Regions from separate parts of the Drosophila melanogaster genome. Here regions 2 and 3 are each linked to region 1. Evidence: chromatin contacts called from public Hi-C data. All regions are on one chromosome and are shown on one strand. Each heading gives the region's core, a stretch centred on a gene start, on an enhancer-like site or on the middle of the called end of the contact. The rest is flanking DNA. Distances are from core to core; before and after follow the strand shown.

Region 1 (3,126 bases), core at 180-2,679:
TTTCGGTCCCACGGTGCAGCAGCCCAATATGCGGATCGGCACGCATAACGGTCTGCAATAACAGAGGTTTTAATTTACACAAGACCTGTGGTCGATTAACAGCTTAAACCTCTCCATCCAGCTCCAGCACAAGACGAAGGACTCCGTGGGCGGCGGGATGTTGTGGGCCGAAGTTCAAGGTCAGATTACGCACCGACTTTTCGACAGGCGTTACTTTGCCTAGTAGAGGAGGTAAGTCAAGCGATTAGTTCAAGGGTCAGTTTAATATTGGGTTACCAACTAACTGTTCCATGGTGGCACTGTCCAAAGTGATGTGACCTCGTCTGGATACATCACCGGGCCGCTAAACTGCTTCATGAACTCAGGGTCTGGATACCACTTGGCTGCTCCCCGTCGCGTCTCCTGAGAACTAAACAACGAGTTTCCAATTGGACAAATATAAATGATATATTCGAATTATGTAAGCATTTACTATTTACGTTAACGCGGCCGATCCAGCTGCAACAAGTTGTGGCCGCAGCCTCAAGTGTGAAAGTCCAGGAATCAACGTTCTTCTCATTATATTGGCCATCCTGATAGTCAAATTCCTCTATTTATGTTTCTTTAGTAACAATTCAGGAATCTAATACAACCAAATAGTTATCCGCAATCGGAATTCTATCCAAAAAATATCGAAAATTACTTTAAACACCGAATCTCGTACAGCTTATATACTATTTACACCAATAATATATCGCAGGTTGTTGCTTCATGAAAATGAAGTGCAAAACACATAAATTCCCTTATATATATTACACACTTTGTCATCCTGCTCGTTTACCCAAGTTTTTATTTATCTTTATATAATGTTATAAACAATAATTGCAATTAATTTTTCGAAGACCTGAATTTTACATCATCCCAATGAAGCGAATTTTGCGTTAATGGAGCACTATAAAAATATAATTACTAGAGATAATAATGATAGCTTCTGCAAGGCTAAACTTATATATCTTAGCAGTATCTCAGCAGAGCGAATGTGGACATTTAATGACTAAAAACAACGAAACTATTTAAATTCTTTAATTAACAATTGATTTCTGGACTTTTCGTCCGATGACTAAACTTAAGAAAACAAAATTATGAAAACTCTTTTAACTTGAACAAAAATTTTATGCAGTCAAGAACCGGTGCTAAGAGATAGTAACGTAAAAACGGATGATCGGACAGACGGTAGTGCTGACTCGGCTCTTGATACTGACCATATATATATTTACTTCAAATTCTTAACTCTTTCACTGGGTTTCAAACTTCTTACACCAATCAAAATAGGTTCGACACGGGTAATAGATAAATTTTAATAATTATAAAATTATTCTTAAAACATAAAATAGTGCTTAAGCCTAGCTAAAAAATTTACTAGGAACTTACATAATGGTTCTGCTACAACAAATGTCAAATAAAATCTTTATAAGACAGTTTCCTATCAATATGGTATGGTTTTTACTGTGAATATTACTTATAGTAGAAATTCGCATATGTTAAATTCAAAAAAAAAAAAAAAAACCAAACCATTTGACTTATATTATAAGATTATACGGGCCTTTGGAAAAAAATCGCTATCGATTGATTTGTAAAATTATCGATGCCCTTAAGTTTCTTTATACATCGAAAGTTAAAGTAAACATCGTTTTTTGTTCCAGCTCTAAACAAGTTTTTTTTATAGCTCTAGCTCTACAGTATTTATATAAATAATTCTTGTATGTAGTCCAAGTGTAGAAAAAACTAATTTAAATGAGCTGTTTTCGAGTATTTCTCTTCAGACAAAAACCTGTTTGGAACAATTTTTAATCATGTGAAAATGTAATTTTGAAAAAGATGTACCAAAAAAGGAAGACGGTGTTATGGGCATATATGTATATTTTGTGTTTTTATATGTCAACTATGTTATACCAACATATTTGTACCGGATTGTTAATCGTATCGAATAAGAATGTTTCCCCGAGAGTAAGATGTTTGTGTATATATAGAGTTTCTTCTGTCTCCTCGGAGAGTGTGTCGTCACTGTGTATGTATACAGAAATGTCTTTTGGTGTATACATACATATGTAATTGTATAATGCTGTTGGGATGTTTTATCACTTAAACATACAATTTTTAAGAAATATATTGATTGTTCCGTTATAAATTGAATGTCAAGAACTGCAGATCCGCTATATATTGTTGATCTTATGCCATGTTGATTGTTTATGACTATGAATGTTAAAAAATATATTAATATTTCGCCAAGCCATTACCAACCCTGTTTGTATAGAAAATGTACCATACATGTATTAAAATGTAGTATCCCACTTAAATTGATAATTGGTTTGCCGGCCTGTTAAATAAGTATTTTTGATCAATCAGGGTCGAATCAAATCAATTAGGCGGTTTCCAAAGTTAAAGCGAAGTACTTTTAAAAATCTCGTAATCTGTCAGGTGGCGGTAGTCAACATATAAATATTGTTGATCAGCATTAACAGCTGCTTATTTCGCCGACTGCCGCCGAACGCGGCGCAAACAGGATCCCTCAGTCTTAGGCTGTTTGTTTTAAAGATCAACTTGTATAAACTTTACATAAAAATATAAATACGCATAATATGCTACTGTTACATTAAAATGTTAACGCGTAATGATCTCAAAGCTTAGAATGAGTAGATATAATATGTAGTTAGATTTTGCAATGGGTAAACTAATTTCAGTCAGGATTGTCAACGAAGTAAAGGAGGAAATGTCAATAGAAGAACACATATTCTTGATCAGTTTACACAGCCATGTCGATATATTTTTTGTCTTTCTTTCCGTTTGCCAAACGACCTTCGAATTGAAGGTTGAAATCCTTTTATTTTGTAGTTCATATACATATACGGGTCGAAAAAGAATGCCGTTAAAGTATTGTTTCTTTTTTAACTGCCTAGTAAACTTTTTGACGAGATAAATTGAAAAGTATAATTCCGCTCTAAAAAAGTCGGGTTAAATTTTCTAAGAACCCTAGGTATTATATCAATTTCATTTTCAGTATCAAAATTTAATCTTGAAGAGGTGAAAACTAAGTCTACGTTAAAAAGAATACTAGACCTAAATCACAGATGAAAAAGAAACAATAAT
Region 2 (3,159 bases), core at 501-3,000, 380 kb before region 1:
AGATAGTAATGGGTAGTGAGTTAGTTGTTTTTTTATTTATCTTCTTCCCTAAATGTTTTTAGCTGTCGAGAACAGAGTGGGCTTAGTTTAAAATTTTAAAGCTTTTCTTGTTATTATTTTAAGTTTTTTTGATTTACAACTAATTTGGTAGTTGATAACCTAAAGGTACATAAATGAAACATTACAAATGTTTCAATGTACATGAATAAAACATTAAAAATGTCGGGCACTAAGAAATAATTGATACTCGACAACTGTAGCAGCTGACGGCAAACAGCTCTATGTCTTTCAGAGATAAACTGTTTAATAGCAAACTTGTAAGTATTGAATAACATATCGCAGAAATGTTTGTCAGATATTAAAGAACTCCGGGGACAGATCGGCTTTTTATTAAATTCATCGAATCTTTTTATACAGGCAAATTGTACCTACAACCTGTACCTATAAATATGTACGTACATACATACATATGTGATTTGTCTTATGCTTTATGTTTGCAATACGAAAACCACGGGACAAATCTCAATCTAAATTGTATTACCCAAATGTAACAATTTAACTAAAGAGAATGCTATAGTCGACTTCCCCGAATATCAGATACCCGTTTCTCAGCTAGTGTACATGCGGACGGAAAATTAATCAATTTTCTGGAGATATTGTGGAATAAAATGAGAAAACAATTAAAAATGTTAAAAAGTGTGGTCGTGACCGGTTTGGCAGCCTTAGGGCGTTAGAGGTTAAAAGTTATTTGACAAGAATAATAAATTAATGACAAAATTTACAAAAATTTTTCAAAAATGTTGGTCCTTTGAGCGTTTTTAGGGCGTGGCAACATGCGTCTCTAGAATCTATATGCTGAACCCTTTAGCTTTTATATTTCCTGAGATCTCGACGTTCATACTTTCAGACGGACATGGGCAAATTGACTCGGCTATTAATAAACGGATGTTTTACTGGCAGTAAAACTTACGAGCGTAGGTAGGTTTTAATTTATACATAACATTTCAAACCCTTTGTTCACATTTCAATGTTTACTGTGAATAATACTCCAGCGATAATTAAATTTTAGAAAACATATTCGTTGAATGTATAAGCATACATTATTTTTATATATACATAAATATGTATATGCATGTATGTATATTAGATTGCTAGGTTTGGATTTTTACTGAAGTACGATACACAGTTTGATTTCGTGAATCATTATAGTTTTCCTAAAGATTAATAAAAAAAAAAACACTTATAGCTACTACTACTTGCACAACTTTTTGTTAGAAAATTTTATACGTCAGGAAAATAAACTATGAATGACTACTTGACGGCAATGTTTATAAACGATTTGTACTGTTAGAATAGACAGTCCCCGAAGGATACTGCCAGGCAAGTGAAAGAATCTAAGGCTATGACCGAACTGCACAAGAGCTTAAAGCTTGTTGTTTTCAGTAAAAGTATGTACATAGCCATACCTAGGTGCACAGTTAGTATGTGTGAGGTATGGATTGCTGTAAGCGTTCTTTGCCATTTCAGTTACATTAAACGTCAATAAACTGAAAAAAATAACCATACTTTTTTATACGCATATACAAACACGTACATTTTGGCATTAATCGTCCATATAATCAATAACATTTTACGATGGCTTTCGATGGTTTCAAAAATAATAGATATATATATATATAGAGTTATTAGTTGTAAAAGGCAGGTTTCGTAGGTTTGGATTAATTTTCAAATAGAAAAGTAACTTACTTAGTAATGTCTCAAACTTTTCCAATCAAAATTTTATGTGTGGCTATGTGCGTAAAGATAGCGTCACATGCTTAGTAACAATTATGGAACGGTGGAAATAAAATACGTGGGCCCTTTAAAATTGTTTTTAATTAAAAAAGATTGGACAAAAGTTCCTTTTAAAAGTATCCTGCAAATTGTAGTGTGAGTACACTTTTAGGGATGGCTTCCTTCATTCTTGTATTGTTGTACCAATTTGGAACAGCAAAAAAAATGACTGAAAATATATAAAGTTAACATTTACATATCCTAAAATACTTCCGTTGATTTTGTCTCCAATGTCAATAAAGCAACCGAGAACTTTGAGAATAATGAGAAGGAAAGATATCGTTTATTCCAGGATTCAGTTTTTCTAGTTACTATATTCCATTCAGCATCAGAACCAAAATCGATCCCCGGAAAAGTTTAAATTATTCATTTGGAAGTTAACATGTCGATAACAGTAACGCCTAAATAACCTAAACAGCTACTTTTTTGGTTTGGCATATCTGCCTCGCACTCGCAATTTTAATGCAATTTTCATTGCAAAACAGCAATATATACTCATATTTGCATTCTATGAAATTTATTAATAATATTAAATAAGTTAGTTTTGATATTGGCAATACTAACAACAAAAATTTGTATATACATAAACAATATAATTTTTCGTTTCCGCAAAATAGAAAATAATTTAAAACAATAAGTGCTGTAAGGAACAAAAGAAGATTTTAGACAAATAAAAGGTAAAAAATAGTATTATACATAATACATAGTAGTTGTGGCAGCACGTTGCATATAACTGTGTCTCAAATGTACAAACGATTACGAACTTTCACTATCACATCTGCTAAAAAACCATTTGATAATGGAACTGGGCTATGACAATGATCGATATTTTATGAAAAAAAACGTGTAATATCTATATATATTAATACGAACACACAAAGATAAAATGTTTTTTCCAAGACTTTAAAAAGTGGTTGAACAAAAGTTTGTGAACATTTTAGGATAAGTGCCAATATTATACATAAATCATTCGACTATCTATCACTCTTGGCGCTTTGGAAGATAGACAGGACTTCCTAATAATAACAAAGCTCACAAAAACCTTATTCAACGCTAACAACTCCCCAATCATAAAAAATATTAAAATCATACCGCTCATCAAAACGTCCCCCATACAAATCAGCAATAGACCGAATAATAGAAAAAGCAAAGCCCATTAACTACCATTTAAACAACAAAAAATACCCGCGCAGTCCTTACCTCCCTGGAACACCAATCTCTCCAAAATTGACACAACACTCAATAAGTTCAACGAAAGCAACACGACCCCACAACTTTTCAGGAGACTTTTTACAGAAAAGCAAACGAACGGTCTTCGCAGCAGAG
Region 3 (3,126 bases), core at 121-2,620, 390 kb after region 1:
CTGACGATCAAAAGACTTTTTGGAGTCATATTGAAAACGACGATCTGTGACTTCGGGAACACGTTCAACTAACCTTCCACTGAATGTTCGAGAACGATGTTGGCTTTGATTGTGCTGATTAAGACTGCTTGTACTTCCAGATCCATTTGGAGATGTTTCCTTTTCATTCTCAATGCTGGCTTCTACGGTCTTTTCGTTTTTGTAATCCCAATTATCACTTCTTGGCAACAGCCGACCGCTACCAATCCGCCTTTCTTGGCGGGATGTTGAAAATGTAGGTGAAGATGACATGCATTGGTCGTGATCCGGCTGAACAAAATTCAAACATGTCTCAGCAGTATCCAACTCGCTACCCTTACGGCTAGGCGAACTGGCTGCCTTGCCCTTGCTTGCACAAGTGTTTATCCCCTCGTTGCTTTCCTCGCTGTTGCTGCCTTTCGATATGACAAAACGCCTCTTTGCAAATGCCGGCATTAAATGTGAAGATGATATGCTACGGTGATCGATGATATTCAACTTATAGGGCTGTCCATGAGAAAGCGCATCCTTATCTTTATCCTCCCCACTTATTAGAAGAGAATCGGTAGGTACGAAGCGCTGGTAATAGTTGTTTGCCCGTTCTCGATTTCTCATAGCGCGACGTGAACTTATTGAGCTACTATTGGAACAAATTAAGCTCGAGTTATCTGCTTCTGGAGAAAGTCGATTCTTGTTTTGATTAGAATAGGCGCTGGACACGGTTAACGCAGCTGTGTTCAGATTAATTTTCCAAAAACCTAGCGTCTGCAATTCAAGTCGTGTTGAACATTGCGGGCGCTGTCGACTTTTACCTTCATATCTTAGAGCTAACAGGTCTACTTTCGAGTACCTAATGTGAAACAGATTGTTAAAACAATGTTAGTACATATACAAGTTTAAAAAAACAGTACGCGAGAATAATATCGAAAAAGTTGACTAAAATTTACCAATATTTAATCCACATACCTGGCACTAATCTTTGATGTATCCATTGCTAAGGACTATAGTTCACTGTGTAATCTAACTTATTACAGAAAGTCGAAAAAGTTAAGATATCCAAAATTATTAAAAACAGAACACTCTCCTATATGAACGGGAGAAATTGTACAATGAATATACAAATAGTACACACCACTTATGCAAACACACACTTTGAAAAATTAATATATATATATATATATACGTATTTTAAGGCCATATATATGACTGTTGAGTTTCATGAGAATATAATCCCAAGACGCTTACATACATATATAACAATTTTTAATGCTCACAATGTTGCGATTAGCTTTGTGAATATCACGCTAAATTGGAGTGGGATATAGACATTGAAAATATTTTGTTCTTATTGAACCTTAAGGCATTATATATATTAATATTGAAACATTAAAAGAGAAACACCGTGAAACAATGGAATTTTGAAGTTGTGACATTTGTGGGAAAAGAAATTCTAGGTTTTTCCTACTGGTGCTAAAGCGATACCAGACTAAGCATATCTGTCCGTTCGTATGAGCGTCGAGTAAAGGTGCCGAATGTTTTCTAAAATGATTAATATTATTATTTACACTTGAAAAACAAAAAATAAATTTTATTTATGTAACGTCGATGTTTTATAAAATAGTTTATATGATTATTTACATTTGAAATACTCATAATATATAATATAAATAAGAATATTTTTATATTATTAAACTATTAAATTTTAAATTTAATATAAAACAAATCAAGAAATTATAATCAGGCATGCATTACCGAATAATCGTAATTTGTTTCCGAATTCGATTTGATTTCGTAAAATTTTTTGCTGTCGGAGTGTTTTCTGTACAGTAAACAGCTGTTTAAGCTGTTTTCCAGCGGACACCTTTTTCACAATTTTAATTCCGATGTTCGCATTTAATTTTTTACTGCATTTTGACCGTTTAATTAATTAAATTAAATAGCATTACTTACGAACACTATAGGCCATCTTTTAAATTAAGATAATTAATTCTTTTATATTTTATAAGTAAGTTTAGTCGACGCACGCATGACCCCATGCCAAATCGAAAATTTTTTTTGCCGACGGCAAAATTTTGTATGTCAAATTTTTAATGGGGTCAGAAATAAATTGTATATAAAATAAATAATGAATATAAATAATTAATATAAATCAATAGACCACTGAGTAAACTATTTTTTCCCTTGGTAAATAATATCTTACGTGATATAAAAATGGGCATATACTTTTCATTTCGGCCAGACAAAAGTGTCCGTTTTACAAATCGAAAAATCCTTACGAATTTGAAAACCGGAGCACCGATCTTGCGTTTTAAAATGCCAAATCGAAAATTTTTGTTGCCGACAGCAAAATTTTGTATATCAAATTTTTGATGGGGTCAGAAATAAATTGTATATAAAATAACTAATGAATATAAATCAATAGACTACTGAACTATTTTTTCCCTTGGTTAAGATCTAACGTGATATAAAAATGGGCATATACTTTTCATTTCGGCCAGACAAAAGTGCCCGTTATACACATCGAAAATCCTTACGAATTTGAAAACCGGAGCACCAATCTTTAAAATCGAAATCGTAAAGTACTTCGATTAACGGAGCGTGCCCGATAGATTGATTTTGAAATTTTTTGTAGGTGTACACAGTTATACAAGGAAGTGCACGCCTAACGCTAAAATATGCTGCCGGCGGTCTGATGAAACATGCACGGAATAAGTGTTCGGTCGACTTCGGGAATGATCTTCGTGCACAATGTCTAGAAAATGACATCATGTTCCACACAATGTCATGGTCTATCAAAATCTATAGAGGTTTAGAGTTAAATACATAGCTATTTTTATAGTCATAGTCCCCTTTTTTTGAGAATATACGATAGTTTTGGTTATGGTCTAAGAGTGCGTCACCCAATTTCTATATGCCGTCCTGCATTGACCTAACGGTCTCTACCCACCCATTAATGAAGATAATGACGGCGGTATCGTAAGGATGGCAAAATAGGGATGGTATGGCACAGTACGAAGAAATGTGGTACAAATAAAGCCATATGTCGAGTTATTAAAAATCAAAGTTTTTCATATTTTTCGTATGGTGAGAATTTGTCGTCACATACCA

What was found. A called contact is a pair of places that touch in the nucleus more often than the background predicts.
Region 2: a contact with region 1 is called in a Hi-C map of the Kc167 cell line, with 2.6 times the contacts expected there. The contact joins the promoter of Abcd1 here to the promoter of ND-49 in region 1. A contact is called at or near these places in 32 of 107 Hi-C or Micro-C datasets (the Clone 8 cell line, the Kc167 cell line, the OSC cell line and 16 more) and 1 of 6 datasets of contacts at active chromatin or transcription factors (the Kc167 cell line).
Region 3: a Hi-C map of the Kc167 cell line shows a contact between it and region 1, with 2.7 times the contacts expected there. The contact joins the promoter of 4E-T here to the promoter of ND-49 in region 1. A contact is called at or near these places in 9 of 107 Hi-C or Micro-C datasets (the Clone 8 cell line, the Kc167 cell line, the S2 cell line and 3 more).

Annotation. Positions count from the first base shown.
Region 1 is chr4:570,125-573,250 of dm6, forward strand. It overlaps ND-49 (NADH dehydrogenase (ubiquinone) 49 kDa subunit), which reads right to left and starts at 1,430. Exons shown (of 7, transcript NM_001272135.1): 1 at 1,411-1,430; 2 at 480-657; 3 at 285-409; 4 at 110-219; 5 at 1-52. The coding sequence starts at 571. Ephrin (ephrin,) reads left to right here and starts at 1,631. Exons shown (of 5, transcript NM_166771.2): 1 at 1,631-2,047.
Region 2 is chr4:192,079-195,237 of dm6, forward strand. It overlaps Abcd1 (ATP binding cassette subfamily D member 1), which reads right to left and starts at 1,751. Exons shown (of 10, transcript NM_166736.4): 1 at 1,467-1,751. It overlaps lncRNA:CR44441 (long non-coding RNA:CR44441), which reads left to right and starts at 2,654. Exons shown (of 1, transcript NR_123744.2): 1 at 2,654-3,159.
Region 3 is chr4:957,022-960,147 of dm6, forward strand. It overlaps 4E-T (eIF4E-Transporter), which reads right to left and starts at 1,371. Exons shown (of 8, transcript NM_166798.2): 1 at 985-1,371; 2 at 1-868. The coding sequence starts at 1,010. It overlaps lncRNA:CR45201 (long non-coding RNA:CR45201), which reads right to left and starts at 2,413. Exons shown (of 1, transcript NR_123751.1): 1 at 2,203-2,413. It also overlaps asRNA:CR44030.